Regions from separate parts of the Capra hircus genome. Here region 2 is linked to region 1. Evidence: chromatin contacts called from public Hi-C data. All regions are on one chromosome and are shown on one strand. Each heading gives the region's core, a stretch centred on a gene start, on an enhancer-like site or on the middle of the called end of the contact. The rest is flanking DNA. Distances are from core to core; before and after follow the strand shown.

Evidence for each region. Hi-C and Micro-C count contacts between places; a contact is called where the count stands out from the background.
Region 2: a Hi-C map of blood shows a contact between it and region 1, with 4 times the contacts expected there. The contact joins two enhancer-like sites. A contact is called at or near these places in 2 of 5 Hi-C or Micro-C datasets (both in blood).

What each region holds. Positions count from the first base shown.
Region 1 is chr1:116,281,944-116,285,849 of ARS1.2, forward strand. MED12L (mediator of RNA polymerase II transcription subunit 12-like protein) reads right to left here. Exons shown (of 44, transcript XM_018049036.1): 39 at 3,316-3,405; 40 at 1,207-1,436. Among named protein-coding and RNA genes, the nearest start is that of P2RY12, 26 kb to the right of the region's middle. Within about 2 kb of position 1,283, at least 1 of the 5 cell types and tissues checked has an H3K27ac peak or open chromatin away from gene starts, as enhancers often do.
Region 2 is chr1:116,535,691-116,539,431 of ARS1.2, forward strand. All of the region lies in intron 11 of MED12L (mediator of RNA polymerase II transcription subunit 12-like protein), which reads right to left. Among named protein-coding and RNA genes, the nearest start is that of GPR171, 37 kb to the left of the region's middle. Within about 2 kb of position 1,676, at least 2 of the 5 cell types and tissues checked have an H3K27ac peak or open chromatin away from gene starts, as enhancers often do.

The DNA.
Region 1 (3,906 bases), core at 33-2,532:
TAAGACAGCAAATGGCACAGGTGGGATTTAAACCCAGAACTTTGGGGCTCTGAAGTTCAATTTCTTAGGCAGTATGCTATGTTGCCACTTACTAGACAAATAATAAATACAATGCATGTTTTCTAAATTTATTCATGTTTCCAAATGTGCTGCCATCAACCGTGCCAGTTTTCCAAACAGTGATTACTTGGAGTTGACCTGAACTCTTTGACGGTAACACACAAGAGCAAAGCTGCTGTCCATGGGAGAGCAACATTCCGACATTCTGCAGGAAACTCAATTCCCCTAGACCGATGCCATGCAACAGAACATTCTACGCTGACTGCATCTGTGCTGTCCAGTAAGACAGCCACTGGTCACCGGCTACACAATTACTGGGTCTCAGGGCAAAAAAAGAATGCAGGGCTCTCTGATCAAAAATGAGCAAGAATTTCAAGTGAGTGACAGCAGAGCATTAATAGCAACCACACAGGCCTCTCTAAATACACAGTCCTGCCTGACTGCACAGATCACATATCTTCAAAGCTGGTCCTGTTGGCCACATGTGGTTAATGAACACTTGAAATGTTACTACTGTGACTGAGAACTGAGGAACAGCATTTTAAAACTTTGATTAGTCTAAATTAAAACAGCCCACGTGGCTAGTAGCTACTCTAATGGACAGTTCAGTTATACACTATGTCTACAACTTCCAGCTAAGCAAGAACTGAATAAGAGACATTCATGGCCCGGTTTTGCCAGCCATTTCTGAAGTGGAAAAGGTAAAAACTGAGATGTGTAACAGAACTGTTTGCATACCACACACAATGAGCACTGTAATCACAGGCTTTAAGGTGCCAATCAACATATTCAAGTAAGGCATTGCTAGGGATAAGCAACCATTTTTTTATGAGTTAAAAAAAGGTTTTTACAATTTAAAACCTTTTTATAAAAGAGAAGGAAAAAAAGAACACTGGAGCTAACACAGTGTTATCACTGAAAAATACTACACAAATACTAAGGGAGATGTGAGTCAAACAAACAAGGTGAGACACTGCTTCTTTTGAACCACAATCCAGATGCTGCTAAAAATGAGACGACAGAATGAAAATGATGTGGAAATATGCAAGCTCATAAGGACAATTATATAACACCACGTCCTGAGGGAAGCACAGTAAAGATCAGGATTTGAGTGGCCACCACTGTAACCATTTCCACATGCATCACCTCTGGGAGCCGGTCAGGGGATGCAGGTACGGTGGCGCCTGCTGCTGAACGTAGCCGCTCGGCGGCTGCTGCATCTGTCTGAGTCTTTCCATGAGCGCTGGGTTGGAGTGAGCGGCCGGATAAGTTCTGGAATTATAGGTAGGAGACAGGACCACGCTGCCAGCCTGCTGCTGAGGGGTCTGCTGCAAAGGCATCTGGGTTCCATACATTGTGTAGCCCTGGGGTATGGTCTGCAGGCAGGCACAAGGGAAGAAGTCAACGTTTCCATTTACCAGCTTTCCTATCACTAAGACACACAGGGCAAAAACAAAGCCAGGAGGAGCTCCCTGAGATGTGCTGTTCTCCAAGGCTGTTTTAACTCAAAATATGAGGAAGACTACTCTGGAGGCCAAGAGAAGAGTCAGAACAGGATGAACTTGCGTACTGATTCACCAGAAAGTTCAATTACAAAACATGAATCCTCATTTGGTTAAGCAATCAGTTTTAAGCTCAGATGCTTGTTTTCAGGAAAGGAAAGGCATGTTTCTGCATAGAAATAATCAGGCAAGCATGCATACCTCTCGTGCACACATGATATCAGTGTTCAACAGAGTTCAAGCATCATTAATGCTGTTTCAGAAAAGCTATACAAACTCAAGGCAAATAAAAATAATGGAGTACACTTTCCTAGTATGGTATGTAGCTACACTTCCTTGGGCCTAATGAATTTGCCTATAGTAACGAACCAGTTAACAAAAAAGAAGAAAAGTCAATTAACCAGAGGATGAGGGTGTCACTGAAAGTGTTAGTTGCTCAGTTATGTCTGACTCTTTGTGACCCTATGGACTGTAGCCTGCCAGGCTCCTCTGTCCATGGGATTCTCCAGGCAAGAATACTGGAGTGGGTTGCCATTCCCTTCTCCAGGGGATCTTCCCAACTCAGGGATTGAACCTGGGTCTCCTGCATTGCAGGCAGATTGTTTACTGGTAGTCTGAGCCACCAGGAAAGCCCAATGAGGGTGTCATTAGTGACTATTTGATATCCTTGAGTTCTGGTCGGACAGTAGCCTGCTTCAGCACTCTATGATACCATCAGGATACTCAATTTCTCCATTCAACATTATATAGTGGCTGTTTCTTCAAATCTTGACACCTGATGTAAATGAAAAGCTTTAGGTTCTGCTGGATCACCATCTATAATATACAGAACAGAGTGCTGATTAAAATAGAAGAGGACCACTCTCCGGGTCCTCTAAATACCACGTTTCGAGGTAGCTGAATGGCTCTGACTTCAAGATAGAGTGATGGACAATGACTTTCTTGCAGACAGCACGCAGGGATGCAGGCCATGGGGCTTGGTGCCCATGAAGGCCAATCTCAGCCCTCCTTTCAGCTGTGGACACAGTGTGAACTGCTGGCCCCAACTAGAGGTCTTGCCAACATCCCTGGCTTCCTGATTATGAGAGGGGTAGAGTAAAAGGATGCGGAGGCAGAAATAAAAAAACTATTAGAAAACAAATAGCTCAGGATTTGCATTATATTAAGGCAAAGCTATCTTTTGCTGAATAACTACCATGTGTCTAGTGCCTCACTAGTTCTATAGGTGGTCTTAAATCCCCACAACATTCGTTTCTATTTTACAGAGACAAAAATCAAGACTTCAAGTAACTCTCACAATGTTACACAGCTTAGAGGTTGTCAGGAATTTTGTCAAGGTATGATGCCAAGGCCAATTTTCTTCTTATTCTACCATGATTCCTCTTCGAAGCTATCTTTGAATATCATAAAATTCCATCATAAATTACATCATTATGTATTACAAGGTAAGTACTATAGGACTAATAACCATTTCAATATCTATCATCATTATTAACATAAAGTTATGAATTGATATTTCTAATTCATTTCTAACAATTTCCTAAAATGTTTTATGCCCTTTAATCAATCCCCAGACTTGTTTAATAATCACTGGTAAAGATTTCTGTGAAATGTCGATTATAATCTATAGGCAGAAGACGTGACTAAGTCCCATACCCCATAAGGGAACTGATACCCTACTTACTTGGGTCCCCCCCCTTCAAACAAAGAGCATTAAAAATCCCAGTAGCATCTACAAAGCAAACATGGGTACCTGTGCTTGCTGCAGTCCTGGAAACTGGGGGAGCTGAGGGGAGGGCCGTGCCTGAGCAGCGAAGAGAGCAGCCTGGTCCCCTGGCTGGCCCTGGAAAACAAAGCCGAGGTGGCTCTTGGTCATAACAGCAAGGGTGTGATTCGAGCTCTTGGTTCATAACCCCAAACCCATGACACCAAACCTTATGTGAGAACAGCACTTGCAGATTCCAAACAGTATTAAATACTATTTCTCATCAACTTCCTGTTGACACTAGAGATTGTCACACTTATTATTTCTTCCAAAGAAGAATTCAGCTATCCCAGATGATAGGACGTACATAAACACAAGTCAAAATATTCAATGGTCTGCTCATGAGAGAGAATCTGAGACAGCTTTCCTGTATACTCCAGGGTACAAAGGCCCCTCTAGAGTAACAGGCATGAGTTTCTCAAGCGTGAAATCTGAAATCACAGACCTGCCTCATCCTGTGCCCATCGATTAAGAGAACACGTGGTCCATACAAATGGCATGTACAGTCTTCATGACTTTTTAATGATATTTCTTCAGAGGGACCTGAAAATTGCCTATTTAGCCAAGTATGCAAGGGAA
Region 2 (3,741 bases), core at 426-2,925, 250 kb after region 1:
AACATTTAAAAAAAAAACAATCTAAAGCACCGAAATGAGCATGACCTCTCTTATAACACGGTACTCAGACACAGTGCCTAGGGAGGAGAGCTGATTCTGTCCAACTGCTTCCCTACAGAGGGTAAAGCCTCTGTGAGAATCCAAGGACGTGAAAAAGGTGGACAGGTCTAGGCTGTGCTTTAGGGACTGGTGGATTGTGAGATGGGCACAGGTGTGTGGGTGTGTAGGTGTATGTGTGCAAGTGTGCATAAGATGGGTAGAGGGGTGTGTGTGTGAGAGACGGGCAGAGGAGTATATGTGTGCATGCATGAGATGGGTAGAGAGGGGTGTGTGTGTGCACGTGTGAGATGGGTAGAGGGGTGTGTGTGTGAGAGATGGGTAGAAGGGTGTGTGTGTGTGTGTGTGTGTGCATGAAATGGGTAGAAGGGTGCATGTGTGTGCGCGTGCATGCATGCACACCTACAGAGGTCCCAAGGGATCACATTGCTTCCATCTTTCTGGAGTCTTTCACTGCCTCCCTAAACCCATCCGTCAGGACAGCAGCTGGCATTTATTGAGTACCTGTCTGCTGTTGCTGCTGCTGCTGCTGCTAAGTCGCTTCAGTCATGTCCTACTCTGTGCGACCCCGTAGATGGCAGCCCACCAGGCGTCGCCGTCCCTGGGATTCTCCAGGCAAGAACACTGGAATAGGTTGCTATTTCCTTCTCCAATGCATGAAAGTGAAAAGTGAAAGTGAATTCGCTCAGTCATGTCTGACTCTTAGCAACCCTATGGACTGCAGCCCACCAGCCTCCTCCGTCCATGGGATTTTTCTACTTGCTATAAAATATTGAAATGTTTCATCCATACAGTTTTGTGCAATTTTCCCATCATCAGCAGACAGAATACCCATTTCCCAAACAAAGAACTGAGACTCATCAAGGTAGGTGAACTGTCTGCGATGCCACCAAGGAAAGGCACTGACCTTCTGCGTCGCCGGTGGAGAGCTGTCCTGTCTGCACCATGCACCTGCACCTCTACATAACCTCTCGTGCCTGAATCCCTGGCAAACCTGACATTCCACATAGATCTCGGTTGCCCTCACACCCTCCCACCTAAGCCAAAGCCTTCAGAGGGGTGGCTGCTTCCAGTTCATGGTCCTAGCAGCTTTTTTACAAGCACCCAAAGCACCGACTCAGTAAATGTCTCCCAAGGGCTTGCCGGGCCCCGGCGCGGTGCTCAAGGCTGATGATACGCTGCTGGGCAGGAGGAATGCTGCCCTGGGCCTGCAGAGCCCCGCACTTGCAAGAGGAGACATGGAACAAGCACCACTGGGACAGAACAGACACCAGGCTTCGGCCCTGTGGACCATGTGGGCAGAGTCCTGCAGCCACACTGATGTGGAGCCGGACTGGCCCCGGAGGCCTGGGCCAGAGCTGAAGGAAGGTCTGCCCTGGACTCTCCGTTCAAAAAAACCCGTGTGAACTCATCACACCTGCCCAGGGAGAGCTCTGTGAACAGCCTGGATAGAAAATAAATACAAATACTAAATACATCCGTTTGGATTTAACAGCAGAGAAGAGGAACGTGCGTCCACCAGCCAGTGCCATCCGGCCTTCGCATTACTTAGAGGAGGGGCAGCTTCCTCCAGTCCCAGATAGAGAAGTGAAAGGCCGCTCTTCCTGCCTCCTTTTGACTTTCCCTTCTATCCACGTCCTTGCGGCACCCGGAGACACAGCTGCTTCCCGCACCGTGCCCCCCCCCCACCACACCCAGCACAAACCAGGGGAGAAGTCACATGAAAGGAAGTGATCTGGCGGCCCTGGAAGGGGGAGGGGGACCCTCCCACCCTGCCGCTCAGGGGTAAGGTCAGGAATGTGACTCCTGCCTGTGAGTCTCGTGTGACAGGCTGTCAGGGCTTGGAATCCGCAGGAGGTCCCCACAGCCCCTATGGCAACTGCCTCGTGTGGTTATTATTCTTCTCCGCATCCAGAAGGCAGAGCAGAAATGGCTCTGAAACACTGAACAGGCAAGTATGTGAGTGTTGCATGAAACACGTAGCAGGGCCTGGAAGGTGACAGGCATCTGAGCAAACACGGCCCCCCCCACACACAGATGCCGAAGCCATACTGCAAAAATTGTCATAAATATTTCAGAAGGGTCTGTCCAGCCACTCTTTCTGATAGATTACTCAGAAAAGGTGACCAATCTGAATTAAAGACTTAAAATGTAGTTTTCGTCCTACTCATAAAATAGCATCATAACCAGAAAGACATCCTGCCTGGCTGGCAGAGTGATATACAATTGGGAGAGTTCACGTACAAATTCTCACATCCAGGTTCTCCTGAAAGGCTGGGTGATCAGGCGACAGTGGGTCTGTAAAACCAAGCAGAAGCTGAGATAGGGCGCCCTCCTCAGAAAGTGAGGCCCTTTCCCGGTTACCTTGGCCCCATCCTCTCAGTGCCCTGTCCACGGCAGCCCACAAAACCTCACACTACCCTGAATGCAAAGGCAAGCAGCATCATGCTAGAAGAGTAAACATCAAGGATTCTGGGTTCTGTGTTCACCTAGGCCCTAACTCGGAAGCAGAGGCTGGGCCACTGGGACAACAAGGCAACTGGGGGACGGTGGGGGGGCGGGGGGCGGCACAGGCGTGTAAGGGAATAATGCTTTCCACGGCCCAGCACAGCCCCCACGGGACACTGTCCTCCCCTCGTTCTGTGACCACAGTTCAACCACAGAGGCAGGACTAAGGCCTCAAATGCCTTCATCCCATGCATTACTGCTTTCAATGGACTTTCACGGAATACCAAGAAGGAGTAAACACAGGTCTGAACCTCAGAACTCGTCTATCACCTGGACAGCTGCCCCCACCCCACCCCGCTCAACACGAGAGGGAGAGAACTGAATTTCCCATATCAGCAGTTCCAGAGAAAAGAGAATCCATGGGGTAAATGTCAAGTCTCCCAAAGAGATGTGGGGAAGTGGCTCTGCAGTCTGGGGCCAAGACACCCCTACCTACACACGACTTGGGCAAGAGCGAACCTCAGCCTGGCTGCAACTGCAGAGGTTGCTCAGCTGTTCTGTCGCCTATCATGTTGTCTAAGTCCTAAAACAAATTATGAAAGCAGCAAAGGGGAAGTGTATTTTAAAGAAGTGAGCTGTGTTTCTGAATCCTAACCACACCACTGTACAGAAGTACCACTCATCAGAGAATTACAGCTTCATCACATTGGTTCTTCCAATACAATACTGATAATGACTGTTATGTTATTAACGTAAACAGTAACAACTTTTTAAGGCAAAGTGCTCATGTCTTCTTAAGAGACAGAGCAAGGAAGTATTCTAGCCAAGGCAAGAAAGGGCATTAAGGCACAAGCAACTTGCCTGTTAGCAACTTGCTCCAAGTCACATAGCTGATCAGGGGTCAAAACAGCTCTGCAGCTCACACATGAATTTCAGAAATAAATAAAATTCAGTAGTCAAGAAAACAGTAAACGCTAGTGAAGAGGAAACACAGAGATGAACCACTGTTGTTTACATGCATATACACACATAGCTTGATATACACACACAAACAAATGCCAAAGTCATATTGTAAAAATTCTTGTTATAAATATTTCAGAAGGATCTGTCCAGTTAACTCTTTCTGGTAGATTATTAAGAAAAAGGTGACCAGTCTGAATCACGGATTTAAAATGCAGTTTTCATCTTACTCTTAAAACAGCTCAGTAACCACAAAGCAACCACTCACACATCAAA